Regions from separate parts of the Rattus norvegicus genome. Here region 2 is linked to region 1. A link is a contact called in public Hi-C data. All regions are on one chromosome and are shown on one strand. Each heading gives the region's core, a stretch centred on a gene start, on an enhancer-like site or on the middle of the called end of the contact. The rest is flanking DNA. Distances are from core to core; before and after follow the strand shown.

Evidence for each region. A called contact is a pair of places that touch in the nucleus more often than the background predicts.
Region 2: a contact with region 1 is called in a Hi-C map of the A7r5 cell line, with 2.3 times the contacts expected there. The contact joins two enhancer-like sites. A contact is called at or near these places in 3 of 12 Hi-C or Micro-C datasets (the A7r5 cell line, liver and prefrontal cortex).

What each region holds. Positions count from the first base shown.
Region 1 is chr14:100,825,300-100,833,052 of GRCr8, reverse strand. No RefSeq gene overlaps it. Among named protein-coding and RNA genes, the nearest start is that of Rpl28l3, 63 kb to the right of the region's middle. Within about 2 kb of position 5,087, at least 61 of the 93 cell types and tissues checked have an H3K27ac peak or open chromatin away from gene starts, as enhancers often do. A contact at or near this core is called in the A7r5 cell line, where this site is marked.
Region 2 is chr14:101,002,639-101,010,391 of GRCr8, reverse strand. It overlaps B3gnt2 (UDP-GlcNAc:betaGal beta-1,3-N-acetylglucosaminyltransferase 2), which reads left to right. Exons shown (of 3, transcript NM_001107240.1): 3 at 1-710. Among named protein-coding and RNA genes, the nearest start is that of B3gnt2, 28 kb to the left of the region's middle. Within about 2 kb of position 4,046, at least 50 of the 93 cell types and tissues checked have an H3K27ac peak or open chromatin away from gene starts, as enhancers often do. A contact at or near this core is called in the A7r5 cell line, where this site is marked.

The DNA of each region.
Region 1 (7,753 bases), core at 3,838-6,337:
CTTGCTGCTTAGACATTGTGGGAGATGATAAATGTTGGGTTTTTGTTTGTTGGAGCCGTTACGTTGGAGGGTGATTTATTGCACAGAGCAGATAAGTCATCCAAGGCGTTTGGCAGAGCTCGGCAGCTTTCAAGCATTATGTTTGGGAAGGCTTCTGGGCCGGAGTTTTGCTGCCGCTGCCAGAGAGGAAATATAGGGCTCCCCAAACTTGCTTCTTCCTTGTCTTAGACTGAAATCCCAACAGCAGATGTAGAAAGAATTCCTCAGGGCAATTTGATTATCTGAAGGAATCAGGGCACCACACCTGCTCCCTGCCCAGAGGCCTCGGGTCTCGCACCCGCACCACCACAGTCCAAAAACAATTATGTAAATATGCCATTTCCGCATTTCAAAGCCAACTCTTAAGTTGAGTTTGTACACAGATAGGCCTTTCGGTACTTTAGGCTTTCTTTTCTGTTGTCTATTTAAGGTCAGTTTGTTCACAGGCCCTACTGGCATCTAAATTGGGAAGGGAAATTTTTCCTTCCTCAATGTTCTTAACGGAGAGAAATCCCTAAGGGGGAAGGGGGAAGGCTCAGAGCCTGTGCACTGAGTTTTCTGGTCCCAGAACAGCCTCTTCTGAGAAAGTCCCCAGGGACACACACACACACACACACACACACACACACACACACACACACACACACACACACTGTCTGACCACCGCCTACCCCCTCCCTCCTGTGTGGGGCCAAGGTCCCATGGAAACTCCTGACTGGATTCTTGTGCATGGAGAAGGTGCTGTCTCCTGCCATGTTGAGTTTGTTTGTTTGCTATGTGCCTGGCTCTGCTCCGACCACTTTTTCCGGTACGAAGATATTTAATGCTGAAGATTTCCCTACAGGTCAGATGTTATTTTCATTTTCAGGTGGGGATGGTGGGGCACAGAGTTTAGGCAATTTGCTTACTCAAGCAGCAAGTGGCCTGGTTGAACTAGAACCTGTTTAGTGAGTATCTGTGCCTCCAGGGCACTGGTGTTTGTTTGTTTGTTTGTTTGTTTGTTTGTTGTTTGTTGTTTTTTTTTGTTGTTGTTGTTTTGTCCAGGCCTCTAGAGGTTGGACAAGGTTTTTGTGTTATTTTGGTTCAGGCTAAGGGTCTGCATCTAAGACCAGGCCACACCCTTACCAAGGGAAGATCTCCAGGAGTCATCTTCCAAGTCACCAATTGAATGGACTCTGAAGCTCCGTTGACTCCTTCGCGGAGGCCAGGTGGTAGTTGATCTACATTGTATGATGTCTTCAGGGTGTGCCTTGCTTCAGCAAATTTATTTTACAAAGCAACAGTTAACTCCATTCTGAGTGTGATGTCAGAGGCAGAGTCCGTCTGGATTACACTTGGGCACATAAATGCCAAGACCTTTCTTGAGCAAACTCTTAGGTGCTGACCAATAATTCATGGGTACAAACAAAAAGGCACCAACTATAAGCTCATCTAAGCAGGCTGGGAACCTGTGGGCGCATGAGTATATTAGAACCATGTCAGAAACCAGGCCCCAAAACTTAGGGAACATATCAGAACAACGCCAAGTTTGCAGTGGCCTTACTTTGTGGTGGATTGACTGAGGATGGCCCTCATGTATATAGTTCATATATTTAAATACTTGGTCCCCAGTTGCTGGAGCTGTTTAGAAAGGATGAAGAGGCGTGGCCTTGTTGGAGGAGGTGTGTCACTGGTTTTGAGGTTTCAGAAACCCATTCCCTTCCCAGTCAGCTCCGTCTTGGGGTTCTGTCTCGAGACATGAGCTCTCCGCTCTGCTCCAGCACCATGCATACCTACCTGCAGCCATGCTCCCTGCCGTGATGGTCACAGACTCTTAACTCTCTGAAGCTATAAGTCCCAAACAAACCCACTCTTCCGTAGGTTGCCTTAGTCATGGTGTCTTATCACAGCAATAGGAAAGTCGCCAAGACACACTTGGACCCCACAGAAAGGCAGTTAACACTGTGACCCGAACCCAACCATGTCTGCATCAAGGGACTGAGAAAGAACTCCCAAGTGTCCCCGTGGTTTCAGCTCTGCACGCTGCCCAGTGCCTGATGGGAAATTCTTAGATTACTATCCATCCGCCTACTTTTCTGTCTGTCTATTCAGATCTGGTGCCTTCCCCTCCACTGGAAGGTTCTGGAAGTCATATGAAGACTTCCTCCAACCATGTGTGTTAATATCTAACCCTGCATGGTGGCAGCTCTGGTTCTGGTCAGGCTCCTTTGGACACTGCAACTTCTTTAACCCTTTGGTAGCCATTCTGTAACACTGAGAACTTTGTTACTAAGTGGGGTAAAATCTGTGATCAGAATGCTAAGACTAATAGTTAGGACTGGCATTAAAGCCAGCCATGGTGGTATACAACATTTAGTTCCAGCACTCCCTTCTCATTCCCCCTCCCACATCCCTTCCTACCTCTCCCCCACCCCCTTTTCCACCCTCTTCAGAAGTCCTTTTTCTATTTGTATGTTTTATGTATATTTCTTATCCCCCTCCACCCTGCCCCCGGAGCCCACTGTGATTATGAGCGCACCTCAGGGGTTATTTACTTGAGCAAAGACAGTTTACCAAGCTGGAGACTGGTGGCACAGGGCGGCAGAGGCAGGTGGATCCCTGAGCTCAAAGCCAGCCAGCATGGGCTACAGAACATGTTCCAGGACATCCAAGACTATACTGAAAAAACCCTGTCTCAACCCCAGCTCCCCACCCCCCAAGTCAGGGGAAGGCAGATCACCAGGGTCACGATCCTCCTTCTTCCAATGACCCCACTAAGTCCCTTGAGCACCTTAGGAAAGGGTGGGGCTTTATCAGTGTAACATCCATCCATGCTGTAGTCAGCTGGTTTGATCTGGTGAAGGAAACAGCCAAGGCTGCTCTGAATCATGGGTGCAACAGACACATCCTGTCCAGAGGATAGCTGTTCACAGCATCCCTCCGGGATCTTACACCACTCGGGCCCCTGTAGACAGTCTTTGCTACCTTGTAGGCTTCCCCTGTCTCACCCCATCACTAAATAGGAGAGAAAGAAGGATAGAGGATACACACACACACACACACACACACACACACACACACAGAGAGAGAGAGAGAGGAGACAGAGAGACAGAGAGACAGAGAGACAGAGAGACAGAGACAGAGACAGACAGACAGAGAAGAGAGAGAGAGAGAAAGATATCCCAGATTTTCATTTTTTTCTGTCGTTTCCTCTTTGAGCATTACTACCAACAAACCGTGCCCAATCAGCCCTGAATGACCAACAACCCGTTTATCTACCCTCTAAAAAGTCCCCAGAACTCCAAATGTCACACAATCTCAAAAACTATCAGCAGCTGACAAAACCATGCCTCTCTGGAGCACGGAGCACATCATAGTCAGTTGCTGCCCCATATCACCATGCTTGGAATTAAAACAAAAGCATATTCTTATAATATTTCTGGGTTTTAAAAAGAACCCAAAATCCCAGAATTCTCAGCACACACCCCCTCTTCTGCACTCTTCCCTGAGCCTTGTGGTAAGGGTAGGGGTGGGCGGGTGACATAGATTTCCCATTTTGGGCTGAGCACTCAAGCAGGCACAGTTGAGCTCTGCAGTGACCGTTGCCCACTGCGGACAAGCATCAGAGACATTTCTTCGGTGACAACTAGAAGGCTACTATTGTCATCTAGGGATTAGAAGCCAGAGATGTGGCTTCTTAAGTCATTCAGAAGCACCAGAGACACTCACTGCCTCACAACTGGGTAGGACTCGGTCTGAAGTGCCCACGTAACCTCCCGGCCATTTGGTTCCTGTAAGAGGGTCGGTCTTTTGTCCTGGGGCGGGGTGTGGGGTGCACATCTTCACTGAGGAGGCCACACAGATCAGTGTGTGCTGCATCCACGAAGTTCTTGGAAATACCGCAAGAATGTCGAGGCTTGCACAGAGCTCACTGGCATTGTCTTGTAACAGACTTGGTCCTGTCTTGTCATCCTCACGAGCCAGACTTTGTGCTATTAATTATCCAGATTTTACAGACTGGGGAGCGGAGATGACAGTTCCTGAGTTCATAAAGCTCTCAAATGGAAGCTGGGTTTCTAGCCTGCCCAAACAGTGAGAGACACAGTTAAGCAAGATAAGAAAGGTAAGTTCTCAGAAGAGCTAGCTGCAAGCCAGCTGGACTGTGCTCTTGTCTGGGGACAAGGGCATTTGAGCCCCCTCTCTCCACGGCACGGCACGGTGGCAGCCAGTCTCTGAGAGCCAGATGTCTTGACCTTTTTGAAGATGCAAAAGAGTAGAGCGGAGAGAGAAGGGTGTTCATTTCAGCCCAGAGATAGCTGGGGTAGAGACGGCAGCAGAATGAGGACTTTATATTATTTATTACGATGAAGAATGGCAGGCCTGTGTCTAAGCCATAAATACCCTCCTTTGATCTGTGCACATCAGAGCTAAGTGAGTCACTCTCCGGCCTCGGGAATTGATGACTGCCCTAATCATCACCCTGAATGACCTTCTAGCTTGAACACTGCTCATGCTCCCCGAAGCTTGACTGTGTCAGGGTTAGACTGGGTCTTGGAAGAGGGGAAGTGAGCCTGAAGTGGGGGGAGCACCCATAATTCCTGGGGGTGTGGTTTATTTTCCTTTCCCAACCTCTGTTTGGAGATGGTTACTGGTTCCCATTCCTGAGGCCAGCAAACAGCTAGAACCAGACCACCGCCTTCAAACCCAAGCACTAAGACCCGGGAAAGGGAAGCCCCCAGCTGTTAGCACAGTCTCTGACGCTCCTTTTGTCCTCTTGTTTTAGTAATCTTGCTCCATCCCTGGGAATTTGTTCCCCAACCACAAAATATCATCAGCGCCACCCACAGTCTCAAAGGTGTCACACGATTTTTTTTTAGGCCAAAGGCCATGGAACCCCAAGGGGAGACCCCTCTGTTGATAGTTTCTCAGCGTCAGACCCAAGGGTAGGAAGGGGCTGCAGAGATGGGTCTATATTAGGGATTCAAGGTGGATGTCGGGGCAGGGGAGGGAGCCGATCCCTGACGTTCCTGTGCGTGCTGCTTTTCAGGCTGGGAGCAGCAGGGCTCTGGGCTTTGAGCCAGAGAGAAGACAGACCTAATGGATCCTGTCAGATGTCTTGTGCAACGCATCCTGCTTGGCGTCTTCTCTTTCGGAACTTCTGGAAAGGCTTATTTTTATAGCGTTCCTTAACGTTAAGTGTACTGGAGGAAAGAGAGGAGGAGAGAAGGAGGAAGGAAGAAAGAAGGAGGAAGGAAGAGAGGAGGAGGAGGGGAAGGAGGGCTGACGAATGAGTATTTTCTGATACCAGACTGCTTTCCAGAGAAAATACACTGAGCAATGGTGCCATCCTGTGGCGCCACGTAGGAATTGCAACCCCCATGTGGTGTACTGGCCTATTTTAACTGAAGGTATAAGGAAGCAAGCAGTTCTTGCTTCTACATTAGGCGATTATAACTCCATTCTTGGTATATTCTTCCACATAATTATCTCAGGGAAATAACTAGGGTTTGGTGCTTGAGTTAGCCTTAAACGTAAGATTCATTCACACATTCAGTAAATATTTACTAGAATTTAACGTGAAAGCATTTTCCTAAGACCCTGGAACCCAACTGTAAGTAAAAATACACATTCTTGCACTTGGTGTTTTAGCTGGAGGGACAAGTATTCTTACCAGAGTTGTTTGGGTCACAGCTTGGCAGTCCAGCAACTTAGGCGTGGTCACCCCCCTCCACAGGCCAATCAGAGCCTCGAATAACAGCAAGAAGCAGATAGAGAAAGATGTATTCAGTGTGGACACACCAGGAAGAGAAACACAGAGCTCCCATAGCTCCCAAGCGCACTGTGGGGTCCTGACATGAAGTTCAGGCTTAGTAAGAGGACCAGCAGCACGCACTCCGCACTTCGGAGCAGTCCTCAGCAATGTGTGGCCCCGCCCTTCACCGCTCCCATCTGTCAAGAGATGTGTGAACCGGCATTCTGGGACCCAAGTTCCCTTCGGCCTTCATCCTTTCTTTCTCTCAGCATGACAATTTTGGGGGATTCCAATTTCCTGGGGGGGGTGTCATCATTTCACTATGTTAGATAGGGGTGAGGTGGGGTAGAAATGTCTAGAAGAGCTTCACCGTCAGGGGCTGGAGATGTAACTTAGCTTGCAGAGTGCTTGCGTGGCATGCAGGAGGCCCCGGGTTCAACCCTGAAGACTGCAGAAACTACGAACTGTGTCCTAGCACGTGCCCAGAATCCCAGCACCTTGGTGTTGGAGGCAAAACCATCAGAGAAGTTGAAGGTCTTCTTCAACTAGGGAGTTTGAGGTGGGCTTGGGATGCATGGGACCCTGTCCCAAAATAAAGAAACAAACAAATAAAATAGAATATCTTTGTTCCTGATAGGATGGTTACCATTTAGACGAAATAAACCGTAATGGGGGTGATAACATGTATAACGTTAGGAAATAAGGCAGGGGCCAAAGCCTTTCAGACAGGGTAATGGATCAAACACAGGTTTTCCTGAGATCGTGGCATTTGTGCAGAGGCCCGAGAAAACCGAGAGAACACGCCAAGGGGACATGTGAGTGAGGGCAGCCCAGCTCTGGGCAGTAACTCCAGGGTGAGTTAGCAGCCAACCAGGTGGGCTGGGGGCTAGGCTGATGATCTTTCTCTCACTAGCGCCTAAAGCTTCCCCCAGCCCCCAAAATTCCCTAGCAGAGCTTGCAGGAAGTCATTCTGGATTCTCAGGACCTACGGCCTGAGATGCTGACTTTGGACACCGGAAACCCCAATGCACGTTGGCCTTCCTTCTGTGTCCTGTGCTTATTCTACAAGCCTGCCTTTGCTTACACTGAAGGCCCCGGATCCTCATCTGAATGTCTCACTGCGCCAGCCAAGTTAAAAAAAAAATTCCTGAAGCAATTCTTTCAAAATATAATCCCACGTAGAAATCTAGCTAACGGCCAGTTCCTGGCAGCCCATTCAGCGCCTCTCAAGCTCGTTGCTGTCAACAGACATTTTCCAGGCTTGCTTCCCAGGCATCACCCGGAGCACCGCGCGGGGGCGGGCTGCAGGCAGACCGGTGCCATTTTCCCCAGGGCTCGGCTTCTGCAGTCAGGAAGTGCGTGGCTTACGGCTGGAATTGTTCCGAGCCAGATCGCTATCTCCGCTGTTTGGCACACGAATCCTGGAGTGTGAGCTAAGCACTTCCTGAGCGGCCTGTGGGTAGATGAGGGGACTGGTCTCAGCAGGTTAAAAACCTGCAACAAAAAAAATCTGAGAGCTGCGGCTACATCCACCACGCCCATTTTAGCCCCGAGCCGCAGAGCCTGGGCAGTTTTTTCCAGACAGCATTTGGAAAGCCAAGCTCAAATGACCTCTGCTGAACTAATAATAACAATAATGATAGTGGGGGGTGGAGAGAAAGAAATAAATTAGGCAAATCCAGAAAATTCCATGTGGGCGTTGTTAGGTCACGGCTTCTCTGTGGATCTAAGGCTCTTCTGACTGCAGCGGCTACCTTTTTTGGGCTTGTTCCTGACAGGAAAAGCTGGGATGTTCCATCCAAGAGGAAGTCATCTAAAGAGAAGGACAACTTGTTCCTTGTAACCTTCAGTGTTGGACAACTTCAGCTGAAGGCAGCCGTGTGCCCCTGCTCTTCTCGGCTCTTGCAGAGCTGTCTCTTGTCTAGAGGGACTTGTTCTGACTGATGCTGTCACGTGACTTGTGTCACTGCCTGAGCCCGGGGA
Region 2 (7,753 bases), core at 2,797-5,296, 180 kb before region 1:
CTAATGGCCAACTAAAGACTGAGTAGCCTGACAGCCATACGGGTCTGTGCGTGTTCAGCGTGGGCCCTTGGAAGCGTTCGTGACTTCCGAACTGGAGAAGAGAAAATTTGCAGGCATTTTCCTAAGTGGTTTGTCAGCTTAAAACTCCCAGGTTCTATTCTTGCCATATTCTCTGTCCCATGTTCATTCCTTAGATAAAACTCTCCTGGGTAGCGGCGCCTCCCGATCTAAGTGGAGGTGCCAGTGTTTTTATTTATTGTTTAGATCAAAGACCAAAACATTTTCTTAAAAAAAAATATTTTGTGTAATGTTTTATTTGTATACAGTGTTGTTTGTGAAATATTTAACTAGAGCATGATTTTATTTTTTCCTCATTTTTTAATTAGTTCTTTGAGAATTTCATACAATGTTTTTTTTTTTTGATTGCATACACACCTCTCCCGTCTCCTCCCAGATACAGCACCTAGCATGATGTTTTAAATGTCAAGCTGTAACATGTTAAATAAAGTTAACTATTATTTTTGAATTATCGAATTTGGATCGGGGGGGGGGTATGAACTGCTAGAGAAAATAAAGTTCTGCCAAATTATCGCTGACTCTTCTCTTGTAACGTGCTCTCTTGAAATATTTTTTGTGCTTTAGAGGGTTCTCCTCTGTGCTACTGGGGACTGGGAAAAAAAGTGGAAATAAAGTAATTGTATTTTTTAATCGTCGTGTGTAGTGAGTGGTAGTCTTTCTGTCCTTGTTTTCCTGTGTTTTATGACATCCTCCCTGGGCTATCTTTCCCAGAAACCATTACAAGTACTCATTATATCAAGTATCAATCTGTCTCTGTGGGTTAGTCATCTCTAATCTCAAAAGCACTTCCCACTGGAGACACAAAATGCACTGTTTGTGTCTTCCTGATGGCTGCGCCATCCCGGCTTTTTTTGCTTCTTTTTGTTTTGAGGGGGTCTCTATGGGGTCTTGGCTGTCCTGGGGCTCAGTATGTTGACCAGGCTGGCCTGGAACTCCTAGAGCCGCTCCTCCCTCTACCTCCAGAGCCATGATGGAATTAATGACCCGCATTTCAGCTGTAAAGCACCTGGCACCCCAGCGCCTTTGCATCCCACATGTCTGCAAGAAGGACCCAGGCTTTCCAGCCGTGGCTTTGCACTTTCTTCCCTTCCTGTCAACTAGCACCTTCGTGCCCTTCCTCCAAGTCCTCCCTGAGACCGACTAAACCATTTTATTGACTTGCCCTGGACTGAGTAACCCTGGTCTGGAACACCCATGTCTGCTACCTTTCTCTATGAAAGGTATACAGAATAAAAACTCATACCCTGTCCTTGGTTTGGGTTGTCTGGGAACATGAGTGCATGGACTAGACATGGAGGGGGAAGGAGTGTGGCCAGAATTCTTAAAACAGATCCACTACTTAAGAGAGTGTTGGTTGAACCATGACAATTTTTTTTTTTGTTTTACTTAGTGGCTTAAGGTGGCCTTAAACTGTTACCCGACCCTACTGCCCCAGCTTTCAGATGCTGAGGTTTCAAGGTTGTGAAACCAGGCCTAGCTGTAGACATTTTTCTTTCCCCATTTTGGCCTTTTGAAAACATGTTCCAGGACCTGGGGTGTAGATCAGTAGGTAGAGAGCTTGCCTGTTATGCACAAGAGACCCGGAAGTAAACCCTAGGGCAACATAAACTTGGGGTGTAGTGGCACAGGCCTGTGTCCCAGCTCTCTCCAGCGGTAGAAGCAGGAATATTAGAGGGTCAGAGGCATCCTTTGGCCACATAGGTAGCTTCATGTTAGCCCAGGGTACATGAGGACATGCCCTGTTCACTTCCCATTCCACAAAACTCCCCAGCTATGTCTTGTTTTCTGAGGAGTCAATGTTTATGAGCTCATGTGAAAATGAATTAGTCCTGATAGAAAATGAATTAGTCCTGATAGTCTTTAATAGTTATTTCAAATTGGGTTGCTGTTATTTTTGTGGGAGAGAATACTAAGTGATCTTGGCATTTTATATGAAGAACTAGTTTGTGTAAAAATTCATAACAAGCCTAATTTTTTTTTGTCCTGTATGGTGTGTATGTGGACACACACATGTACCATGACACCAGAAGACAACTTCATGGAGTCCTCTCCTTCTACCTTTACATGGCTTCCAGAATCTGGCTCGGTTTTACCCACTGAGTGATTCCGTCGGCCCCTCAGGAAATGCTTTGTATTTAAAGGAAATGTACCCCAAGTTCAGCTTCCATGCTGAAAGGCTGCAGCTGGGTAGATCTCATCGAGTCTTCTGTGTTTTGTTTTTCAAGACATGGTTTTTCTGTTGCAGCTTTGGCTGACCCGCACAGAACTCACTCTGTAGACCAGGCTGGCCTCACTCAGAGATCAGCCTGCCTCTGCCTTCTAACTGGTGGGATTTAAGTGTGTCTTCCTTTACTTTCATTGATAAAGCAGGGTGGGAGCCCCTGGCTTTGATCTCAGTTTTGGAAGTGCCATCTACGCTCTAGAACTTGTTTCCTTCCCACCCTACAGACTGAGCTCAGGTTAGGGAGGAGCTCAGCGGGAACGCAGCTGAGCTTTACCATGACCCAGCAAGTGCGTGCGTGCGTGCGTGCGTGCGTGCGTGCGTGCGTGCGTTTCCAGGGGTCTGCTTCTTCACTCCGCTGCCCCCACACCGGGAGCTTCCTTGGAATGCCCTCTACGTCTTCTGACCGGTGTTCTCCCTTCCACCCCTAAACCGAGAGAACTCCAAGTCTTGGAGAAACTGGCGGTGCCATCTCCATTAGGCCCGAGCTCGAGTATCCTGGGGTCTTTTTACTGTAAGGGGAGGCAAACCCTCCGCTTACTTTCCTCAGCTGAAGTACTCACTCGTCATTGGTTCACAGCATCGACTACGCCACCTAGAAACTCTGCGGTGGTGATGTTCACTATCTGGAATCTTCGTTCCTCCGTTGACTCACTAATCCCGCTGACAGCCTTACCCTTGGATGCCTCATTTCTCCTTTGCTCCCCAGGGTTGTCTCTGGACACATGACACGTAACCATTTCTAGATCGTTTTTTAAAATACGCATTTCCTTTCGGTCAGTCTCATTGTTGAGTCTTCTGTCCTGAGAGGCTGTTAAACCAACAAGCCAACCTTCCACACGTACTCCTCACCCGCTGCCCAGCGTGGGTGACCTTACTTCCCAGTACTCCTAGGTGATAGATACCTCTGCAGAATGTCTGCGTTCTCCCTAAGTGCAGTGGGACTGAGGGGTCCCACATGTCTCTGCTGTGAGTTTTCTGGTATCATGAAGCCCAGCGGTGGCCTCTGACCCTGTCTCCATCCTGGCCAGTCCTGGCCAGCCCTCTCTTTCCAATGCCCTACAGCCAAGGAGCACTTGGTATGAAAATGGGAAGTGTCCATTTTAAAATAACTTGTCTGGCTTTCTCCTCCACTACCGTCTCCTCCTCTTTCCTCCTCCCCCACCCCCTCCTATTTTTGTTTTTTTTTAAGCCTGGAGATCCTCATCAATGCTAGGCAGGTATTCTACCACAAAAGCATAGGCCTACCCCTCCTTACCTTGAGAATGTTCTTACCTAGTAGGCAGGGGATGGGGTGCATGGGGATGGGGTGAGTGCCTTAGCTCTGCATAGCTCTGGACTAAGGCTACTGTCCCCTCAGATCAAGGCAAGAACTTGATCTCTAAGTTCTGTGTCACTTGGATGAGTCTGCATTCCTTTTTGACATGTAGGCGCCTGTCTGGTTAGGGTCAGCATCCACTATCCTCTGCAGTAGAAGAGCTGTGCCTCTTCTGACTGTCTGACAGAGACGCCCCAGAGCTGTCCCATCCCTGACTGTACTGTAGAGATGGCCATCTGCTTTTGTGTTACCCTGTTGATGACAACTGAATTGCCCAGGAAGGACCTCAACAGACTGTGTCTCCTCCATGCAGCTGTGCCACAGACCCCTGAGGATCCTCTGTAGCTCTCTCTCCAAGGGCTGGAGGCAGCTAGGGTCAGAATACCTTCTTCCGCGTTGCAAAACATGGTGCAGGACTGAGATGGGGATGAGCTTGTCTGTACTCGGCTGGGTAGAGAAGGGAAGTTGGAAATGTAGAGCTGTGCTGGCAGAACACAGGGCCAGCGAAGGGGAAGCTGTGGGAAACCTCCTACCTGGACAGAGACCCAGCACAGGCTCAGGCTCCGGCGCCCGCCCGCATTCCAAGCTGCGGCGAAGGCGCCCTCAGACTCTCTGGCGACGGGATCTGGCCTCCTGGCTGGTGGATTGGAGGAGCCCGGGCACACAGATATAAAGACAGTAATCAAATGTGGGCACACGTGAGCCGCTCGCATAGCAACAGTCTCACGTTCTTGTTTTTGTCTTGTGGGAAATGAGAAATGAGCGGCAGGCTTTGGAGGGTGCGTTACGGGGCTTAAACTCGGTGGGAAATGCCCGTATTTATCCCACCGCAAAAGCTTCAAGTGAGTCACCATAGAAGGAATGAAGGGGGGGTGGGGTGCTGGTGTACCGTCTGGAAGGCTAGGGAACTTACTCAGGGAGACCTGCCGGATCCAAGAATAAGACAAACAAGATGCAAAGCAGCCTCTTGGGGAGCCCTCTTCTCCTCAGTCGGCTCTCCAGCTGGGAGGGGCGCGGCTCTCTGGGAGGGGCGCGGCTCGCTTGAAGGCCGGCTCTACAGCTCCCAGAAGTGGGAGAAGGACTTCTGTAAGTGCTTAGCTCCTGCCCCCGCAGTTGGATACAAACTCAGCTCCAGGGATGATCCTGGCTGAGGACAAAGCAGATAAAAGCAAGGTCGCTCGCCGTACTGGCACTTGCTGTGAGGCCAGCCTGAGCTACCAAGCAAGACACTGTTTCAACAAAACAACAAAAACCACTCCTGTGGCATGCTTTTTTTTCTCTCTCAGAGTATAGAATAGAGTCTATTCAGGGTATGGGGAGGGGAGTTGAGAGGGTAATAGAGGCAGAGAAAGGCAGAGAGACAGACACAGAGAGAACATAGAGAAGTAGAATAGTAGAGGCCGGCCCTGAACACGTAGGGGTGAGGCGAGTGGGGAGAGAGCGGGAGCGAGAGAGCACCTGTGTCGTGTTTTAAAAATGTGTCAGAAAATTTAAAAGAATGTTTTATTTCACCCCAGGGCACCTTTTCATTGCCAGTAGACCAGTCCAGTGAGCTAAATATCGTAAATGTAAAATTTCCTCTTGTCTTTTTAACACGTGTGCGTGTGCCTCTGAGTGAAGGTTCCCACAGAGGCCAGGAGAGGCCATCATCCTCTAAAGCTGGAGTTACAAGCAGTTCCGAGCAACACAACATGGGTGCTGGGAACTGAACTGGCTCTTTGCAAGAAATGGTCTTTAAAATATATCAATAATGTTTATTTATCTTGCTATATGTCGCGTGTGAGTGTTTTGCCTTCGTGTATGTTTGCACACCATGTGCATGCCTGGAGTTCACAAAGGTCAGAAGAAGGTGTCCAGACTGGGGTTAATAGAGAGTCCCAAGCTACCATGCGCGTGTTAGAATCCAGGTCTTCTGCAAGAGCAACAAATTTTCTTATCCTCGAAGTTATCTTTCCAGCCCACACAGCAAGTTCTCCTAAGTGCTGAGTCATCTATTCAGCCCCTAAATTTCTAAAAAGTACTTGTGTGTGCATGTACTCACGTGCACACACACATGCACTCACACACACACACACACACACACACACCCCACATGCACACACACTTGCCTGAGCATATGTATGTGCACCACATCCTGTAGGAGCCCAAGTAGGTCAGAAGAAGTGCCAGACCCCCTGGAACCGGAGTTACAGTTCCGAGCCAACATGTAGAAGCTTGGAACTGAACTCAGTCCTCTGCTGTGGCACTGAGTGCCTTATCTGCCAAGCCATCTCGACAGCTGCCCTTAAAGTTGTTTTATTTTAGATTAATTTCTGATACAGAGAAGTCATAAAAACAGTACAGAATATCTGTGTGCTTCTCTCCAGCTTTCTTTAACCGTGTGCTAATTCTCACGTGTTTCTCTCCACAGTCTGTTGGTCGTTGCTTTAAGCACCTTACTTAAAGCGTCACATGACATTTTTGTTTTCTTCGTGGCCTCCTGCCTGCTCCTCAGTCTTCCCTTATCTTTCCGCGTCTCTCGTGACCGATGTTTTTGGGCAGTATTGGTTGTTCACAGAATGCCCTTCAGTGTGAGCTTATCTGTTGCCTCCTCAGGATTAGAGTGGCCTAGGTGTTGTGGACAAGAAGACCACAGTGCCATGCCAGTGCATGACATCAGGTTCGTGATGTCTTGGAGGTACTTGGAGATGACTGATAGTGCTTGCTGGGTTTTGCCACAGTAAGAAACATTGTGATTAAGACAGGTCCCGAGGGGTGTTTGTACACTGGAAATGTACAGATAAACAAGGGCATTAGTGTGTGCAGTGGCCAGAGCCTGGCCTGTAACAACTTCTCAGCAGTGACTAACTCCCTTCCATGTCAGCGTGGCCTCTGTCGGTGTCTGCTGTGCTGCTGTTATCGTTCCCACTCGTTGCCCACTGGCCTGTGCTCACACCGACCCACTGCAACTGTCACTGGCTGTGACAAATATCTGTGGGTATTAAGAATCTGTGCCTTAAGAAGGGAGCAGAGAGGCTGGGCACGGTGGTACGCACCTGTAATCACAGCTCTCGGCGGGCAGAGGCCGGAAGATCGATAGCAAGATCCCCAGTTGAGAAGACAACCAGTCAACAAGACAGATGAACTCAACGTAGGGGTCAGGCGGCGGATGAGGCCTCTGCCCTGGGTATGTCTAAGCTAGCAGTGTCTTGCCTCACGGGGAGGGTGTGGTGCTGGACCACACCCCTCTTGCTGGAGGTCTGGACAGTACTCTGCTAGGCAGGATAGAGAGATAACCCACCTAGCTGAGTGCTTGAGGCAGGAGTGAATCCCAACTGGCTAGGGCAGACTGGCTGCAAGAGTAACCTTTAGGAGGAGGGCCAGGTTGGGTGGAGAGAGCCCCAAAACCTGTGGGAAGCTGGCCCTTCCAGAGCCAGGCCGTCTTGGCCTGCTCTCAGAATAGGCTTCAGAGCTGAGTCCCTCTCGGCTGCCTTAGCCAGTGGGCGGCAAGCACAGCAAACAAGACTGCTCCTCAGGAGGCCCGGTCTGTGCCAGCACACAACTTTATTTGCTGGGTGGCTGCTCTTGGCAGCTTCCTCCTCCTCCCAGACTCTTTTCCTACTTAGGAGCGTTTGGCTCTATTTTTACCCAGAGATGGGATGATTCTCGTGTTTGAAAATAACAGCCACGGAGAGAATTGTTGTGGCTGCTGCTTCAGCCCGCCAGGCAGCAATGTCCATCCTTCTCTTGGAGACAGATGCGCTGAGGGCATGGGGTGGGGGTGGGCCGTAGGAGGGATGACAAGTGGCCCTTCGTGACTTGCCCACAGCCTGTGCCATGACAGATGCTTTTTTTTTTTTTTTTTGCGTGGTTTAATGGGGGAAATGTCATGGGCATCTCTCGGAGGCCCTTAAGGAAGCTCGTGAAGGTGAGAATCAGGGCTGTGCATCTCTGGAGGAGTGAAGAGGGGAGGTGGTAAGTAAGGCATGGAGAGCCAGCCTTTGACCCCTTGACCTGTATTGCCCTGGCTTTCCGGCCCTGTGAGCTTCCCGTTCCCTGTTTTGGCTTAGGCAAGCTAAACGTGGATGTTTTTTGTCATGACTGAGACCGATAGAGCCCAATTGCTTTCCCAAATTCTAGGACGAATCCAGCTGCGG